2 separate regions of the Mus musculus genome follow, and region 1 is linked to region 2. The links are chromatin contacts, called in public HiChIP or PLAC-seq maps. All regions are on one chromosome and are shown on one strand. The core of a region is the stretch at or near the end of the contact, and the rest is flanking DNA. Distances in the headings are between cores, read along the strand shown. Region 1 holds the start of Chmp3 (charged multivesicular body protein 3). Region 2 holds the start of Eif2ak3 (eukaryotic translation initiation factor 2 alpha kinase 3).

Region 1 (4,289 bases), core at 1,550-4,049, 700 kb before region 2:
CACAGTTACCACCTGAGTAAGAATAAAAACCAGGTGTACTTGCTGTCTCTGTAAGTTGACTCTTCTGAGCACACCTTCCTGATCCATAACAGAAGTTTGCCTTGCCCAGACACAGACTGGTGATCTCTTTCATTTCCACCCTGTCTTAGTCAGGGTTGCTATTCCTGCACAAAACATCATGACCAAGAAGCAAGTTGGGGAGGAAAGGGTTTATTAGGCTTACACTTCCACATTGCTGTTCATCACCAAAGGAAGTCAGGACTGGAACTCAAGCAGGTCAGGAAGCAGGAGCTGATGCAGAGGCCATGGAGGGATGTTCTTTACTGGCTTGCTTCCCCGGCTTGCTCAGCCTGCTCTCTTATAGAATCAAGACTACCAGCCCAGAGATGGTTCCACCCACAAGGGGCCTTTCCCCCTTGATCACTAATTGAGAAAATGCCTTGCAGCTGGATCTCCTTTCTCTGTGATAACTCCAGCCTGTGTCAAGTTGACACAAAACTAGCCAGTACACACCCAGAACTATTTTTTAACATGTACATAGTACGAAGTTCACACTTCCTTGTGAGACTTTTTTTTTTTTTTTCGAGACAGGGTTTCTCTGTATAGCCCTGGCTGTCCTGGAATTCACTTTGTAGACCAGGCTGGCCTCAAACTCAGAAATCTGCCTGCCTCTGCCTCCCGAGTGCTGGGATTAAAGGTGTGCGCCACCACGCGCCCAGACATTCTTGCTAAATTAGTTTAACTTGGATCTCATCAAGTTTACATCCAACTTCCATTTCACATAAAATAACACACCGGAAAAAGTTAAGGGCAAGACACAGACCTTGCAGGATGATGAACAGCCAACTCTAAAGTCTTTACTTTTACAATGTTACTTTCATTTTTAATGTGGGGATTAAATTTTTAAAACGAATGCATGGTAATGTCTCAGAAACTACAACACCCAGACTTTCCCGAAAAATCTTTGCTTTCTGAGCCACTGTCTAGTCTGCCCTTGAACTCTTGCTTTCAGGAATGTCCTGAAAATGACCAAGCAGCTGAACTGCAGGCCACACTGCATCTCTTAAAACCTTTTCTTATTAAGAACTTTCATTCACCTGTTACATTTTGCTCTCTCGTATAAAACTGAACATGTGGAACTTAAATGAGACAAGCATACAATTTCACTTCAGAACATTATGTAGACCATTTTGTGGTATTTGTATACTCTTCTTGAAGATAAGTAAATCATTACTAGTGTGTGGCTTTAGCTTTGTCATCCATAAGTTGAGATAGTCTAAAGAAAACAGTCTTATTACTATTTAAACTTATGCCTGGTATGTACATTACTCGTTTAACGTTTCCATTATTTTAAATAATAAGTGTCATTGCTAAGAATGTAATGTCAATTTCTCCTCTAGTAAAGTACCCCTCTTAAAAAAAAAAAAAAAAAAGAACACGCACCGGAAAATGGCAACGTTAATTAGACTGGCTTGACAGCTACACTTCCATAAGTGAACTAAAGGTTTAGAAGGACAAGTTTGAGTGCTGTAGAAACAGTGCTTCTCAAAGGTCAAGGCACATTCTAACCACTCGGGATAGTCATAATTTAAATCTGATTTAGTAGGTCTGGAATGGGACCCCACAAGTGCTATGTGCTGGGAGCTGGTACTGTTGGTGCGACTACTGGTGGTCAGTAATAAGGCTGGGTGTGTAAAGAATGCACCTTCACGCTGGGCGGTGGTGGCGCATGCCTTTAATCCCAGCACTTGGGAGGCAGAGGCAGGCGGATTTCTGAGTTCGAGGCCAGCCTGGTCTACAAAGAGAGTTCCAGGACAGCCAGGTCTACACAGAGAAACCCTGTCTCGAAAAAAACAAAAACAAAACAAAAAAAAGAATGCACCTTCACTACCACTACTAGCTCAAACTTCACATCCTTCAATGGTCAATTACTGCGGTAGCACTCTTCCTACTTGACATAGGAGAAGTCTCGGACAAGTTTTTCGAGATCAGAGAGCCGAGACGTCTAAAAGTAGGACTCAAACTTAGGCGGCTGATACTTGGTTTCTAAAATAACTCAATTGATAGGCAGATCTAAGGATTCAGAGTAGGATCCGAACTGTTTTCGGTAGCATCCTTATGGGTAGGGCCTGAGAGAACTGAGCTTCTAGAATAAACACAAGTCGGGCTTCCCTGCACACAGAGGAGAGCGAGAAAAGGACCTGCCTGGCAGGTGCCTGGACTTTTTGGGGGCTCCGACCCGGTTCACCGCACACAACCTTCCGGTCTAGGGCAAGTCCTCCGGGTGGTCTGCAGGCCGGCGCGGGGGCGGGGCTTGCGCAGGAGAAAGGTTCCGGGCGGCCCGTACCACCGCGCGCAGGGGAGAGAGTGCTTCCTCGGGGCCCGGCGGCGTGGCGCCTCCAGCGCCTGGGGGCGAGGCCGAGGTGCTCCTAACCAGGCCCTACACACCCGGGTCGGACGCCGAGCGGCCAAGGCGCGCTTCTCCTCACATCCCAATCCTAAACTCTTCCCTCGGCCCCTCGGCAGAGTGGAAGGCCCCGGAAATAGGGGCCAGCCTGAGAGCGCAGCTGGCTGTTCCCACCTCCGCTGCGGAGCTTCCCCGGTCGCTGGCCCTTACCAGCTCTTTGGGAGGCTTCTCCTGGGTTTTTCCAAAGAGTCCCATGATGAACTGAACTCCTCTTACCCCTTCCGACTTTCCGTTCCCTGCGCCCAGGCAGGTCACGGGCAGCCGCCTGGGCGGGGCTGGGAGGAAGGGAATCAGACGCCCAGAGAAGGGCGCGGCGGCAGCAGGGCTAGTACGCACGCGCGCGGCGCAGGCGCAGAGTTAAGTTGGGTGGGGTTCTACAGTGTGGATGACACCATTGCTCATAAGGGAGCTTAAGTGAAGTATAGAAGTAACTCTTAAGATATTTATTGCCTACACCCAAAACCTGTCAGCTAGCCCAGAAATATATATCTCAACGCTGTCACGCATATTTACAACCACTTCCCAGATATTTGTGGATGGGTTTCTCTTTGGGTCCGTAGTCACCTCACAGACTGCAAATCTACACACCTACTCGAAAACTTGACATCGCCTTCTTTCCCCTTTGTAGGAAGTCTTAAAAGTTCTAGCAGTGATCTTATGCTGAAGCTGGAGAAGAAGGGATTGATTCAACAGATTATAACATTTGTTTCGCTTGTAAGATTAAGGTTAAACAGACCTGCACGAGTCAGCTGAAACTAACTTTTAAAGAAGAGATAACAAAAGACTTGCATTCTGCACACATTAAAGAAATGGATTCATAGACAAGGAACTGTGCAAGGAAACTTGGGCCCCTGGAAGAACAGGAAGCCACTTCTACAGCCTCATCTTACCTTTAAAAAACAAACACCGGGGAAATCTTTTTTAAAAAAAACCCTATTTTCTTTACTGAAACTTTAATGATAAACATAAATATTCTCTAATGGAACAGAGGCAACCTGGGTCCATTGTCTATTCCCTCTGGGAAGGAACCAGTTAGTATATCTTACAGTTAAGTCTGCATATGTTCTGGCTTTCATATCATAGCTTTCTATAAATTGTAATATGGCCACTGGCTGGGTGGAGAGGAAATCAGACTCCTAATTTTCTTTATTATTTTTAAAATGTTATTGTTGGAGAATTTCATTCATGAATGTGATATGTTGTCCACATCCATTCCTCTGACTCTTCCCTTGGCCTTTACTGATTTTTGTTTCCTAATCTCTTTTAAAACACAAAGGAACTAAACTGGCATACTTATGGCACCTGCCATCCACTTTGCCCATTTTAATTCACACTTTCACCCGGGTGGGCACCAGGTACGAACATGAAGCGTTCTGTGCCTGGCTGTGCTGCGTCTTCAGGTGGATGCTGAATTCCTTCTGAGCTTTGGCCTTCCTTGTGTTTTGTCAATGGTCCATTGGTTTATTCTGAACTGGTTGGATACCCTGTTATTTTGTTCTCATGCAGAGGGAGGGTTTGTTTACTTTTGTTTGTTTTCAGAGTATTTGTTTATTTGCTACCAAGCCAGCCCTTTCCTCCTACCACTCCAACAACTAATTCTCCTTGCTTTTAGCAAACTTGCCTCTTTTAATTTAGAAAGTCTGATCATAAAGACACTATAGATAAGAGGTATTCTCATATCGGGGTACTCGAACACAACAAAGGGAGGGTCAGAAGAATCTCCCCAGCACAAGCAGTAGCCTCAAAGAGAAGCCCAAGACAACAAGTCCCAACTCTGGTTAAAAGCTCAGTTGGAAAGACCCACATAGGGGATGACCACATT
Region 2 (4,491 bases), core at 787-3,286:
CTGGAGGTCTAACGTGGTTCCAAGTGATAATGCTGTTAGGCGAAGAATACACACACACACACACACACACACACACGCACACACGCACACACGCTCCCCAAAATGGTCTCAATATAATTTCCAACCCCCATTCTTCTTGCTGTCTTAAGTCCACCATCTATCAGAATTCTACCCATTTTTAAGAACCAAATCATTCTGTCACAGCCATTTCTTATCTATAAACCTACCTCATCCCTTGCCTTACACAGCATACACCAGCAAACTGTGCATCACCCATGACAGTTCCTTTGTACTGCTTTCTACTGTTCATTTGAACCGCCCTACAGTTAGGACCTTCTGCTTCATCCCGATTGCTGGATTGACTGCGTATTCCTTCCAAGAGCAGAGGCTTCCTGCTCTACCTCCATAACCCCAGGGGTTCTGCTCAGCTTTAGAAAGTCCCTGCTGCTGCAGGTGTGTGTTCTAAGGAAAACAGAATAGTTCTCTCTACTTCGTGTAATTTACTCTTCACAGCTGTTTCACTCATCTAGGAGAGTTCATACATTCGCAAATAGATGAAATTGTATTCTTTATTACTTAAACATTCTTAAATATAACTATTCAAATGGTGTATGGAGAATTTTAGGGCTTGCCCTGTTTATTTCTGGTAATCACTGGGTACCTAGATCAAGGTTCTGATACTTTTTATAATCTATAACTACTATGTTACAAACTTAGATATGTTCTAATTTAGATGCAGCTCTTAATTTACCTAATGCTCTTTTAGCATTCTTTCTATTAAATAGTGCCACTTTCTCCACACATGCTATCTGAAAAATACTTTATTAAAGTATTTTACATTCTGTGCAGACTTTGAAAATTGCTTTAAAACTTGTCTCTTGAATTTGTATGTTTATAAGGCTAAGAAATCCAACTGAAATAAACTATGCTAACCCCCTTTAAATATCAAAAAGCTGCTAGGATAAAAGAACCCAAGCACACTCCTTAAACTTTAACCTCTAAGTGTGTTCGGAGCTCTTGAGAGTGCTTGTTCTTACCCAGAAAAGGTCTGGTTTAGTAAAACCGGGGCGGAGCCTAGAAAACTGTCCATTTAACCAGCATCCCCCTGGTAATTCTGATGCAGGTGTTCCCGCATATCTCAATTAGAGAAACAGAAAATCAAAACCCTCGACCAGGAGCCACAACAGACTTGTATTTGAAGGATAAATGTAGGCATCTCTTTTGAAAGTCGTTTTACCTGTCGCAACAGAATCAGGACAGAACGAGTCAAGTATTTGGGAATGGGAGTGTAAAGTGCATATGGTTAAAGCCCGAAAACAATGAAAGCGGGGAAGTGACTTTCTTCCCTAAGCCGGGTGTTGCATTCTCCAGGCATCCCTCATCCTCCTTTAAAGATGCTGTTGCCCTCCCACAGCCAGGACCAGGCAGGCGCTCAGAGTGGGACAGGAAGGTGTCGCGGCTCTCTGCTTTGTCCGCAGTCACTCGCATCCCTGCGAGAGGTGCCCCGACCCTAGTTCCCAACCTCTCACCTGCCGCGAGGCCGCAGTTCCACGTCGTCATCGGGCTCCGTCGCGCGTGACTCCGGTTCGCCAGCGGCAGCCGGCAATGCCTCGGCGTCCTCCACGGTCACTTCGGCCGTTGCCACCGCAGGCACCCGCGCGGCCGAAGTCGGGGCGGCCGCTGCCCCTAAGCCAAACACTGTCTCCGACGCGGGAGCAAGCAAACTGCGGGCGGGCGCGACCGCCGAGATCCCCGCCGCGCAGCCCAGCAGCAGGAACAGAAGCAGCAGCAGCGCGCGCGGCCCGGGCCGGGTGGCGCGCTCCATCAGCGGCCCGCCCCACGCGCGGGCATGGAGACCCTGCCGTCGGCGCCCGCCCGTCTCGCCGCTCGGAGCCTCGGAGCACTGCGAGCGCGCGCCACGGACCCCGCCGCCTCTCGACTTCGCGCCGCAGCAGCAGAGCTGCCCGGCCACGTCTCAGCCACTGCCACCTGAGTGACAGCCTTGTGCAGACATCGCCCATTGAGCGAGGGTTCCGTGCGTCTGCTCTGCGATTGGTTGCGCGCCTTGCCACTCCGAGCCAGGCAGACGCGTTCCTTGTTGTCAACATTATACCTACCAATCAAATTGTAGTTTTCCCTGTGGCAGTCCGGCCCTTTTCCGGGAACGACGGCCAATGAGAAATGCCCCTCCCCAGAGTCTTCTTAGGCGATTGGTGAATCATTTCAGTTCCCTAATGCCACTTCTGGAACGGATTGGTCCATTCCCTGATTGGCCTCGCCCCTCAAAGTGAGGCGCTGGGAAAAGCTTGGAGATTATTGGTGAAAGTGGATGCTCCTCAAAGGCCTGAGCTAACTGCTTCTTGATTGGTTGGAAGCGGCACTTAGTACGTGGCCGATTCTGAGTGTGAAGAGGACCGTCCCCTGTGAAAGGAAGAAGAGTGGAAAGGAGTCCCGGGTGGCCGGGAGGTGGCTGATCTTAAAGGGATAGATGCTTTTGCTATTCCCAAGCCGAATTTATTTGGAAAGAAGGGATGAGAGTTGGGGGAAAGTGACTGCACAGGTCATGTGTCCTTAGAAGTTCAGGAGTTGCCCAATTTGTGGCTAGGAAGGTATTAAGAATTACAATTACAGCTTTGATAGAGATGACAGTGATCTGTAGAACAGATAACCCAGAGCGCCCGGAACGCCTCTTAACCTGTTTATAAAGGAGGATCCCAGGCCTGGCGCACTTGAAGTAATCTGCACAAGGTCACACAGTCACAAAAATTTATTAAGTCTCCCGGTTGGTTTGGCATGCTTTACACTGCCCTCAGGAGAAATAGAACGACAACGACCAAAGTGGGGAAGGTTCAAATGTTTGACCAAAGCGTTTAAAATTCTCTTAAAGTAGTTGCGAATACCCTGAAGATTTCAGAGCTGGTGTGTGGAAGAGTAAGAAGTTGCATCCTTCAGCAGTGTACTCAGAACACCAACCAAACACTGGGAAGATTTTTAATGATGTTGGCAGTTTGTGTACGCTGGTCTCCATCTGCATGAAGCACACTTAATTTCCACTCAGCCCCAATCCCTATAAACCCATTTCTCCCTTTAGTTCTCACCACATTCCTTCTCTCTTCTGTACAACAAATCTCTAAAGCGCCTTGTCTTCCTGTCCTCTCTCATCTCACACACACTGCACAGGCATTAGTATTCCTCAGCTCCACCCAGATTGCTCTGATTCACTCACATGGTTTTAATAAATTCGAAGAGGAGTCCCGTTTTTCCTCCTAAGTGTCCTCCACTGTGGAACTCAGCCTTTCCTCTATGAGACATTTTGTCCCTTGTTTTCCTGCTTCCCTACAGGGCAGGATATGACCTTCAACTTACCCTGTGTTGCTTAGGATGAAAGCCAAGGACCGGAAGTTCTTGCCCTGTATATTAATTCTCCAGGGCTGTCATAGCAAATTCCCTCTAGCATATGTGTTCTAGAGGCTAGAATTCCTCCATCGGGAGCCATCAGAATCGAGTTCTTCTGAGGCCCCTTTTGGTTTGTTAGATGGCTACTCTATTGCTTCTTCATGTGAACTTTCCTCTGCTCATATGGTCCCTTTCTCTTTTTATTTATTTTTAAAGATTCCATTTTAAGCTCGTATGTATACTGGTACTGTTGTGTCTGGAAGAAACTCTTCCCTTGGAGTTACCTGCTACCTATGACTCTGACAATCTTCCCATCTTTTCTGTGCAAAACACAGCCTTGTGGGGAGAGGTTTGATACAGATATCCTATTTAGGACTGAGAGCTCCAGAGTACCCAACTTTCTGTATATTGTTCAGTTGAGGATCTCTTTGTTAATTTCTGTCTTTATTGCAAGAAGCCGCTTCTCTGATGAGGGTGAATGGTGCTCTACTGACGATATAGCAATATGTCATCAGTAGTCGCTTTATTGCTATGTCCTTATAACAATAATAATAGTAGATTTGCCCCTAAGTATGTGACTGTCTAGTTTCAGGTTTTCACTACAATGTCAGCATCAGCTATGGGTTCTACCTTATGGAGTGGGCCTTAAATCCAATCAAAAAGTGATTGGCCACTCCCAGAACATCGGTGCCACTAATGTGTACATGGACTCAACAGAAACTGACAGCATACAAAAGATCTGCACAGGCTGGAACCAGACCAAAACCCAGCACTGACAGTGGTCGGTGGATACAAAGTCCCGCCCCTAAGCAAGACACTATTTGCAAGATAACTGCTGGGAAAGGGAAAATTAGTTTTCTCCAATGGAGTTTCACTGGGTAGTACATCAGCCACACTCCAGGGTGGGCCCATGCCTAGGAGTACTTACCTGGTTAAGACAAAGCATATGCTAATTTTTTGTGCTTTTTGTTTTGTTTTAGAGGTCTTTATCTTAATTTTTTTCCAGTTTGCTTGTCTGCTTTAATTTTTGGTGTTTTTTTTCCCTCCTGTTTTTGTTTTTATTTTAGAAAGAAAACCTGAAGTTGGGTGAGTAGG

The links. HiChIP or PLAC-seq counts read pairs in DNA pulled down with a chosen protein or histone mark.
Region 1: a FOXA1 HiChIP or PLAC-seq map of pancreatic cancer cells shows a contact between it and region 2. The contact joins the promoter of Chmp3 here to the promoter of Eif2ak3 in region 2. A contact is called at or near these places in 2 of 115 datasets of contacts at active chromatin or transcription factors (extraembryonic endoderm stem cells and pancreatic cancer cells).

What each region holds. Positions count from the first base shown.
Region 1 is chr6:71,542,362-71,546,650 of GRCm38.p6, reverse strand. Chmp3 (charged multivesicular body protein 3) reads right to left here and starts at 2,799. Exons shown (of 6, transcript NM_025783.4): 1 at 2,618-2,799. The coding sequence starts at 2,662.
Region 2 is chr6:70,842,060-70,846,550 of GRCm38.p6, reverse strand. Eif2ak3 (eukaryotic translation initiation factor 2 alpha kinase 3) reads right to left here and starts at 2,036. Exons shown (of 17, transcript NM_010121.3): 1 at 1,530-2,036. The coding sequence starts at 1,825.